Regions from separate parts of the Rattus norvegicus genome. Here all the other regions are linked to region 3. A link is a contact called in public Hi-C data. All regions are on one chromosome and are shown on one strand. The core of a region is the stretch at or near the end of the contact, and the rest is flanking DNA. Distances in the headings are between cores, read along the strand shown. Region 1 overlaps Col5a2 (collagen type V alpha 2 chain). Region 2 has its middle 30 kb from the start of Wdr75. Region 3 overlaps LOC134480367 (a long non-coding RNA gene).

What was found. Hi-C and Micro-C count contacts between places; a contact is called where the count stands out from the background.
Region 1: a contact with region 3 is called in a Hi-C map of mammary epithelial cells, with 6 times the contacts expected there. The contact joins two enhancer-like sites. A contact is called at or near these places in 10 of 12 Hi-C or Micro-C datasets (the A7r5 cell line, the Rat2 cell line, Schwann cells and 6 more).
Region 2: a contact with region 3 is called in a Hi-C map of the A7r5 cell line, with 8 times the contacts expected there. The contact joins two enhancer-like sites. A contact is called at or near these places in 3 of 12 Hi-C or Micro-C datasets (the A7r5 cell line, the Rat2 cell line and Schwann cells).

Annotation. Positions count from the first base shown.
Region 1 is chr9:54,993,685-54,996,384 of GRCr8, reverse strand. All of the region lies in intron 6 of Col5a2 (collagen type V alpha 2 chain), which reads left to right. Among named protein-coding and RNA genes, the nearest start is that of Col5a2, 95 kb to the left of the region's middle. Within about 2 kb of position 1,399, at least 3 of the 93 cell types and tissues checked have an H3K27ac peak or open chromatin away from gene starts, as enhancers often do.
Region 2 is chr9:55,363,672-55,366,371 of GRCr8, reverse strand. No RefSeq gene overlaps it. Among named protein-coding and RNA genes, the nearest start is that of Wdr75, 30 kb to the left of the region's middle. Within about 2 kb of position 1,336, at least 19 of the 93 cell types and tissues checked have an H3K27ac peak or open chromatin away from gene starts, as enhancers often do.
Region 3 is chr9:55,185,966-55,188,665 of GRCr8, reverse strand. The region is part of intron 1 of LOC134480367 (a long non-coding RNA gene); the gene reads left to right. Among named protein-coding and RNA genes, the nearest start is that of Col5a2, 97 kb to the right of the region's middle. Within about 2 kb of position 1,400, at least 7 of the 93 cell types and tissues checked have an H3K27ac peak or open chromatin away from gene starts, as enhancers often do.

The DNA.
Region 1 (2,700 bases), core at 150-2,649, 190 kb after region 3:
AGGAAGAATTATTTTCTTTGCAAGGTACAGTTGCTATAGAGAGCCAAAGCACATCGTCCACTTGCTGTATAGACTCATTATTTACTTTCATACACGCTGTATTATTTTCTCCATGTAATTGTATTTTTCTTACATTTCCCTCTAAAATAGAAGGTATTTCCTATTTTGAATGACTGAATTAAATTTTATGGCTATTATTTATTTAGAAAAATATTAATGTCATTTATTTTTTATATCTAATTGTAGCTACTAAAATTCAATTCTCAGTGGAAGTTTAGCTGTTTAAATGTGCTTTTGTCAGTATGTAAGTGGAAGAAACAGATAAGCAAGGGGGCCGTGCAGGACTTATGTGAGTAGAATATATTTTAGGTCACACAATTATGAATACTTGCTGCTATTTTCCTTAAAAGACCTTTACATATTTCACCAAGAATGGGACACTTCTACAGTGGAGCTGTCATTAGGGTAGGGATGGGATTTGGAGGCCTATAGGTGAATGTCAGTGCCCCCAAGCAAGTTGGGACCACATGTGGGGGAAGAAATGATATTCTTTCATTCTGTCGCACACTCTCCATTGCTGTCCCACTGACTTACTTCACAGTATTAGTAGTTTAAAAGCTTTTAGCTCTTCAGGGGTCACTAGAGAATGAAAATGACAGGCAGAAGTTGAATTCTATTGGGTGGGGTCTGGGTGGTTACACACAAAAAAGACTGTTTTGCCAATGTACTTGTACATTATATATATTTGATGACACTGCCCAATGTATACATGGAAGTTGCTATGGAAGTAATGATTGCACATTCAGAATTCCTAGTTAGAAAACAATGAATCTAATCTCCAGCCGCTCTCCCTTTTTGTCTTTCATACTGAGATAGTTGTTTTCTATCTTAGTCCCATGGTAGAGAATGTTGATCAGATATAATTCTGTGTGTGGATATAAAAATAATGGAAAGTAGTTATTTAAAAGAGCATAGGTCAACTACAATGGGCACCGTCGTCTTCTTCCTCTTCTTCCTCTTCTTCCTCTTCTTCCTCTTCTTCCTCTTCTTCCTCTTCTTCCTCTTCTTCCTCTTCTTCCTCTTCCTCTTCCTCTTCCTCCTCCTCCTCCTCCTCTTCCTCCTCCTCCTCCTCCTCTTCTTCTTCTTCTTCTTCTTCTTCTTCTTCTTCTTCTTCTTCTTCTTCTTCTTCTTCTTCTTCTTCTTGTGCTTCCTCTTCTTCTCTTCTTCCATCTCCTCCTCCTCCTCCTTTCAACTCCCCCCGTCCCAAAATCTACTCCTCTATTTCCTTCAGAAAAGAGCACCTTCCCAGTGATATCAACTGAACAAAGCATAACAAATGCAATAAGCCTAGGCATAACCCCTCATACTATGGCTGGATGATGCAATCCAGTAGGAGGAAAAATGTTCCACAATCAGGCAAAAGTGTCAGATGCTCCCACTCTCACTGTTCAGAGTCCAACAACAACAGAAAACCCCAGTTAAACAGCCACAGCAGGTATGCAGATATCCCAGTGCAGACCCATTAAAGATCCATGGTTGCTGCTTTAGATTCTTTGAGCCCCTGTGAGCCCTGTTTAGTTTATTCTGTGGACTCTGTTCTCCTGGTGCCCTTGACCCCTCTAGCTCCTACAATCTTTCCTACCCATTTTCTGGTATGAATACATTACTCTGATAGTCCTAGCAGTGGAGGGATATGTGATGGCAGGTTAATAATTAGCATTCCTTAATTTCTTCTTCTGATTTGTAACTTTTGCTGATTGCCTTGGTATAAATATCACTAATTTCTAGCTACAAGCACACCACAGAATACCGATAGGTAGAAGATTTTGATTCAGGACACAATACTCCTTGGAGGTGTTTGCTGGATTGAGGTCTTTACTGTCACAATAAGGAGTGCTATAAAACTCATTGCAGTTTTATTATTATCGAACAATACAGATCATTGACACTATACAGTGTGTGGTTTCTCAAACTCAACAGTATAAAAGTCTTGATCCAGATAACCCCTTATGTTGTGGGATTGTTGTCGGCTCTACATACCAGAGGCCAGTAATACCCTTTTTTCTCTTCTAATTGTTGCAATACAAATGACTTAATGCTGCCAAATCTATGCACAAGTGTACTTCATTGAGCAATACTAATTTGTTAGAAACTCATGAAGCCAGTGACCACCGCGATTCTCTTATCAAAAGTTCCTGGTTTACAATGTATTATTCAAATTGCTTCACACTCAAAAGTCTTTGATCTTAAAGTACATTATTATCCAGGTTACTTCATGTTGACAAACTAGACACTTATCTGGAGATGAACATTCAATGGAACGTTAAGTACAAATGCACATAATATCTAAGGAATCATCTGTAAAGTAACACATATACAAGTTATTGCAGCTGTAACATTCCACAATACATGTGCATGTGTTTGTGCATCAAATTGCTAACCCATGGGAGATAAAAAGTTCTTGTGGAATATGTAGCTTTTCTTCATGTGAACGTTTAAAGTTTGCCACCTAGTGGCCATCCACAAGTACTTTTATGCAGAGTGCTGCCTGAGAGGAGTCTGGCAGATGGAAGAAAATGATGATACACAGAACATTTGCTTACCTTAACACAGAATTTATATGATTAAGTTTAATTGGAAATATAAGGTATATTTTAATGTATTCCTAATTATAGTTCATTTTATGTTTATCAGTAAAAT
Region 2 (2,700 bases), core at 87-2,586, 180 kb before region 3:
CTGTGAAGCTCTCACTCTCTGAGTGTACCTTGTCAGAACAGGACTTGTACCTCAGTAAAATGCCAAGAGAAGGTTTCTCATCTGCTCACCCCCCCCCCTTTAGCCTTTTAAACATATTATTTACCATTTCTTCTGGTGGAGTGTGGTCATTGGCTGGTTTTCTTTGATTTAAGGGCTCTGTAGATTTAAATTGCCTACTAAGAGAGAAGGAGTAGAGAATGTGACCTACTAGATTATTTTCAGTTTTGGAGATAAATTATTTTTATGTAAATTCGTAGATACTTATGTGACCAAGGGAGTAGGTCTACTATTAAATAAATACATGTTGCCTTTCTGTGACTAGGCGTAGTAAAAGTCGGCCATAAACTCTTTTGATTTACCATTATAATTCCTTTTCTTTTCCTTGATTTAATAAACTTCTATGATGACTGGAGATGTCTGCCCTTACTTTGCAACCTGCATGACTCCCTTCCGTTTACCAGTCATTGCAGCCTCTCCCCAGGGTATGCAGCTTATCAGTTCTTTTCTGTGTTTTTTCAAACCTACTTAGTTTCTGCTCACAACATTAAAATACTTTCGATGGATAGTGGCTCATTGCCTTCCAGTTTTTCAGTTAACTCTTGAACTGGTACACATTACTCGATTTCCTCATGTTTTGACCCAGATAATAAGGTCTTCTTGTGCTGTTTACTACTTCTTACTATTGTACACAAATTATCTGTGAATAATAATATTTTTCAAGTTCTTAATCGTTCTTTCTTATCTGAAATATGAGGCAAAAAAAAAAAAAAAAAAAAAAAAAAAAAAAGGCTTCATAAACGAAGCCACTGCTTAAATTCTTAAACTACAGCTGTAGGGACACAATATGACCACACGAGGGCAGCAGAGGCACATGATTATTTTTGAAGATTTGCATATTTTGTCAAGCAGAAAAGTATTCTATTTATCTACCTAATTAATGAAGAAACTTGGTAGAATGAAATAGAGTTGGCATTTCTTAGTCTAAAGTAATGAAATTAGATACTTGGCTTTTAAATTCCCTTTCTAGAGGAAAGTATCTTAAATTCTATAGTGCTTCCACATCATAACCAAATACTCCTTCCTGGCCTTTCTCTCTCTACCATAAAAGTTTCATGAGAGGTAGAATGGTGTTTGGTGACATTTAGGTTTTGAGAGTGGGGTCACTGGTGGCTCACAGGATATTATGCTCTGTAGGAGGTGAATTTCTACCCATTCCAGCTGTAGATAGGGCATGTGGCTCTTTTGCAGACAGGCTGCGTTTTCGGCACGGTGCCTGGGTTTAATTTCCATGTGCAATGTCAGGCTTCAGCTATGTAAACTGAAACAGATGTTCAGGCTTTGAGAGTGCATTTGGCTCAGGGAAGCATCATAGCCTAGCCTCTTCCTCCACTCCCATTTCATTTTGAAAGCCCTTTGAATAGAAAAGGCCTCAAGAGAACTATCCAGTGTGTTTGACCTCATTCTTGTGAAGCAATTCATTCCTGGGAAACAGTTGCCCCAAATAAATGTTGGAATCTATTTGAAACTTCCTTAGCACCAGCATGTTTTTCTTTCTATCTCTATAAACTTACAGCTTTGTCTATTTTTGTTGTTGTTGTTGTTTAGGAAGCTCAGTAATGCAAGTTTTACTAAAAGCCAACCTAGATCTTCTTCATCTGATAATAGTTCTGATTCCTATTTTGCAAGGTTAATGGGAGTAGGTGTTTGTGCAATATGTATATGACTTCTTGATTGTTCCCATTTGCAAATATTAAAGACCTACAATGTAATGTGTATTTTAAGTGTCTTCCAGTGTTACACTCGGTTGATGATCAATATAAGCACATTTCTAATCTTGTGTTTCCACAAGACTTATGTTTCCAGTAATTTGCCTCCAAAAGTAAAATTAATGGAACTACAATCTTAAAGTACTGGGCAGGGCACATGCGTGCCTGGCAAGAACTCTACCACTGAGCTACTGCCTCAGCCCTCTCTTTACTTTTATTCTGAAATAAGGTCTCACTAAATTATCTAGGCTCATCATAGCCACCTCTGGTGCCCAGGCAGGCCTACAACTTGTAGGCAGATCTGAGCCAACTATCTTCTTTTCTCTCAGTTTCCTCCTCTTATTCCTGTTTCCCTCGTTCCCTTTCACTTTTCAGAGATATTTTTTGACATGCGGACCTCATGGCTTAGGCTGGTAGAATCTTCTTGGGATGCTGAAGCTGCCAACAATGTGAGCTCAAAAGCTACTTAGACAATGTAATGAAACTGTTTCAAAATAAAGATACTCAGTGGTAGGGTGTTTGTCTATAAATGGGAAGTCCCAGAGTCAGTCTTCAGTATGGTGGGGGAAAGTAATTCAAAGTTCTCACTCTTTTACAAATTTTGGTGTTTTTAAAGACTGTCCTATATGAGTATTGTATTTGTGTTATTTCCATGCTCCCTACACCTCCCAAACTCTAATATGTCCCCCACTCCTTTAACATGGCATGCATGTGTATATGATTGTATGCATATGTGTGTATATGTGCCTGCCTCTGTGTGTGTGTGTGTGTGTGTGTGTGTGTGTGTGAGAGAGAGAGAGAGAGAGAGAGAGAGAGAGAGAGAGAGAGAGAAAGAGAGAGAGAGAGAGTAATGAATGAGTCCATTTAGCATTGCTCAGATGTATGTGTGTTTAGGGCTGACATCTTGGTTGGA
Region 3 (2,700 bases), core at 151-2,650:
AGACTGTGTCTCATCTCTCAAAAATATTTTCTACCAGTAGAAAGCCAATGCAGAGGAAAGACTCCCACACTTTTAGGAGAAGACACAGTGAGACTGATCAAGGGCTTTGATCAAGTCTCAATTTGATGGACAGCTGGTAAAAGGAAGGCTAGAGAAGCTTGAGGTTCCTCTCAAGACCAAGTGTCCCCTGAGGATCTAGCCTTGACAGTACAAAAAGAAAAAATTAATCTTGACCATTATAGTCTCAGACACTCATCAGAAAAGTCTAAACTGAGGACTGAAAACAGTACAAGAAATTGCACTCCGCACATTAGACATAAGTCTACAATGAGATGTTATTTATCCAACTATATCTCACTAAGAATTTTTTTCTGATTAAAGTAGCTATGAAGGTGTCTATGAAGAGAAAATGCTCTTTCCTACTCAGAAATATTTAAATCCTTTTTCTATTTTGAGAAGAATATCTTATTTTTAATTTCTATGTATTGGTGCTTTGCCTGGAAGTATGTCTGTGCACCACATGTGCATAGTTCCCATCAAGGCCAGAAAAGGTCATGAAATACAATGGAACTGGAGTTGCAGATGGTTCTGAACTGCCACGTGGAGCTGGTGCCCTTAATCTCAGAGCCAACTCTCCAGCCCCAGATATTTATCTCTTGATTGTTACTGAGTATTTTAATTATTTTATTATGAAAATTTTGTTTCGCAAAAATCATTGCAATGAGTTTTGAAGAAATAAAATGATGTGTAATATTTATACTTTTAATCCCTCATGCTAAATGTCCTTATCTCTATGTTGTATTCTATTCGGCCTAATGAGGTAGCTGCAAATGTTACTCATATTTTGTGGATAAGGAAGAGCAGGCATAAAAACCGAGCAAACAATCTGAACCCAAATAGCTACTCGTGCTGGTGAGATTTGACGTGAGTCATCTAAGTTCAGAGTCTTAATCATATGTGTACCTTGGATCAATAGGAGTGTATAGATGTCACTTATCAATTATTGTAAAATATATGTTGAGTTATATGAACTTTTCAGAGTTATATGAAACCAATATTAGGTCATTTAAAAACTCTAAGTTCTGGTCTTCTCACGTTTTACTAGTTTCTCTTCTGGGCAAAGGCAGAAGTACTTCTTCAGATAGTTCTTGTTCTGTCTCTAGGCAGTCATCACTAATAAACAGAGCAAGCAATACTCTTGAATTATTACACAATCATATTGATGAGCACATATCACCTTCAGATGTTTTAAAGATCAAAGGCAAGACAGGCAAGTTCACACCTTTGTAAAATGCAGAGAAAGACAAAAGCTGGAATTGTCTGTAGTAGTTTGGTCATGTCCTTCTGGTCATAAGTGTGTTACTGCGTGCTGCAAGGAAAGTACTGGAGGAAAGCACTCAGCCTCTCTCTGTGTGTTCATGACTCACACATCCAGAGCAAGTCCTGCTGGGCCTTTGTCACCTCGTAAACAGCAGGGGGCATCATTTCCTTTCTGATCTTTCCACAAAGTTGTTCTTGGGTATTGTTGAAGTCCCTAGTGTTCTTTCGCTGTCTCTTGGGGTATGTGGTACCCAAAATTGGAAATTGTTAAATAGTTTCATAAAGGGTGAAATATAACTCTATTTCACAATCTTTGAAATATCTGGGACATCCTTAGGTGAATGATAAGTTTAAAATCCAAATAGCAAAATTGAAGTTAATGAATTTGTTGTTAATTTACAAAGCTGAAGGAAAATATTTGTTTGAAGTGGCGGAGCATCCCCACAATTTCAAACACTTTGCAGTGAGATGAGTAAAAGATGTGAATTTGACATCTGTAGAGGTCTAACAATGCTTTCTGCAGCTGTTTTTACACATGTTTGATTGTACTTCAACATGGATTGCTTGTGTGTGTGTGTGTGTGTGTGTGTGTGTGTGTGTGTATCTATCACATAATCTCTGGCATTAGATGCTATTTTTTTCTTTTTAGAGGTTTTGCAACTTTAGTGTGTGAAAGTACTAGGATTTGCACTGTCTTCTTTCTACCATGTGTTCTCACCAGATGGAGTTGACACTTGTCTAATTGGGGAGGATTGCTTGGAGAGTACTAGACATGTTTTCCCATGAAGCAAATATTAGGTATCTGGGTATTAATCTAACGTAATATCTGATAGTTAAGTGGTCTTTTTAAACTTTATTTTGTCTGTGTTCATTTGTTGACATAAAAGCTAATAATTCTTACAAAGAAAACTGTGAGTCTAAAACTATTCCCTATTTAAGAATAATTTTCTTCTTTGCAAGAAATAGAGACATCTAATATTTTTAATTTTAGACAACCTCTGCTTTATTTATAAACTTGGAAGAGAATGAAAAGTAACTTATAAGCAACATTTACTCACCTAGAGGAAGTTTTTAAAGACGGCATTTTACTGTTCAAATAGTGACACAAAGCCGTCTAAAATCACTGATCCCACCAACTCTGTCTGTGCTGTGGAGTATCTTGTTTGTGCCAGTATCTCACTGCTCTCAAAGGTCCTTTTCTGGCTGCAGTCTAGTATGACTACCTCCTGTTTTTCTCTCCAAGTGCCTCCCATGGAAATTCTTGAAAAATAAAGCAACGTTTCAACCCACACTTTAATGAGTGGACTGGAGTCCATATTCCATTAGCTATCTCAGAAGTGACTCAGAATTGTCTAGCCCGCACTTTCCTAACATTTTCCA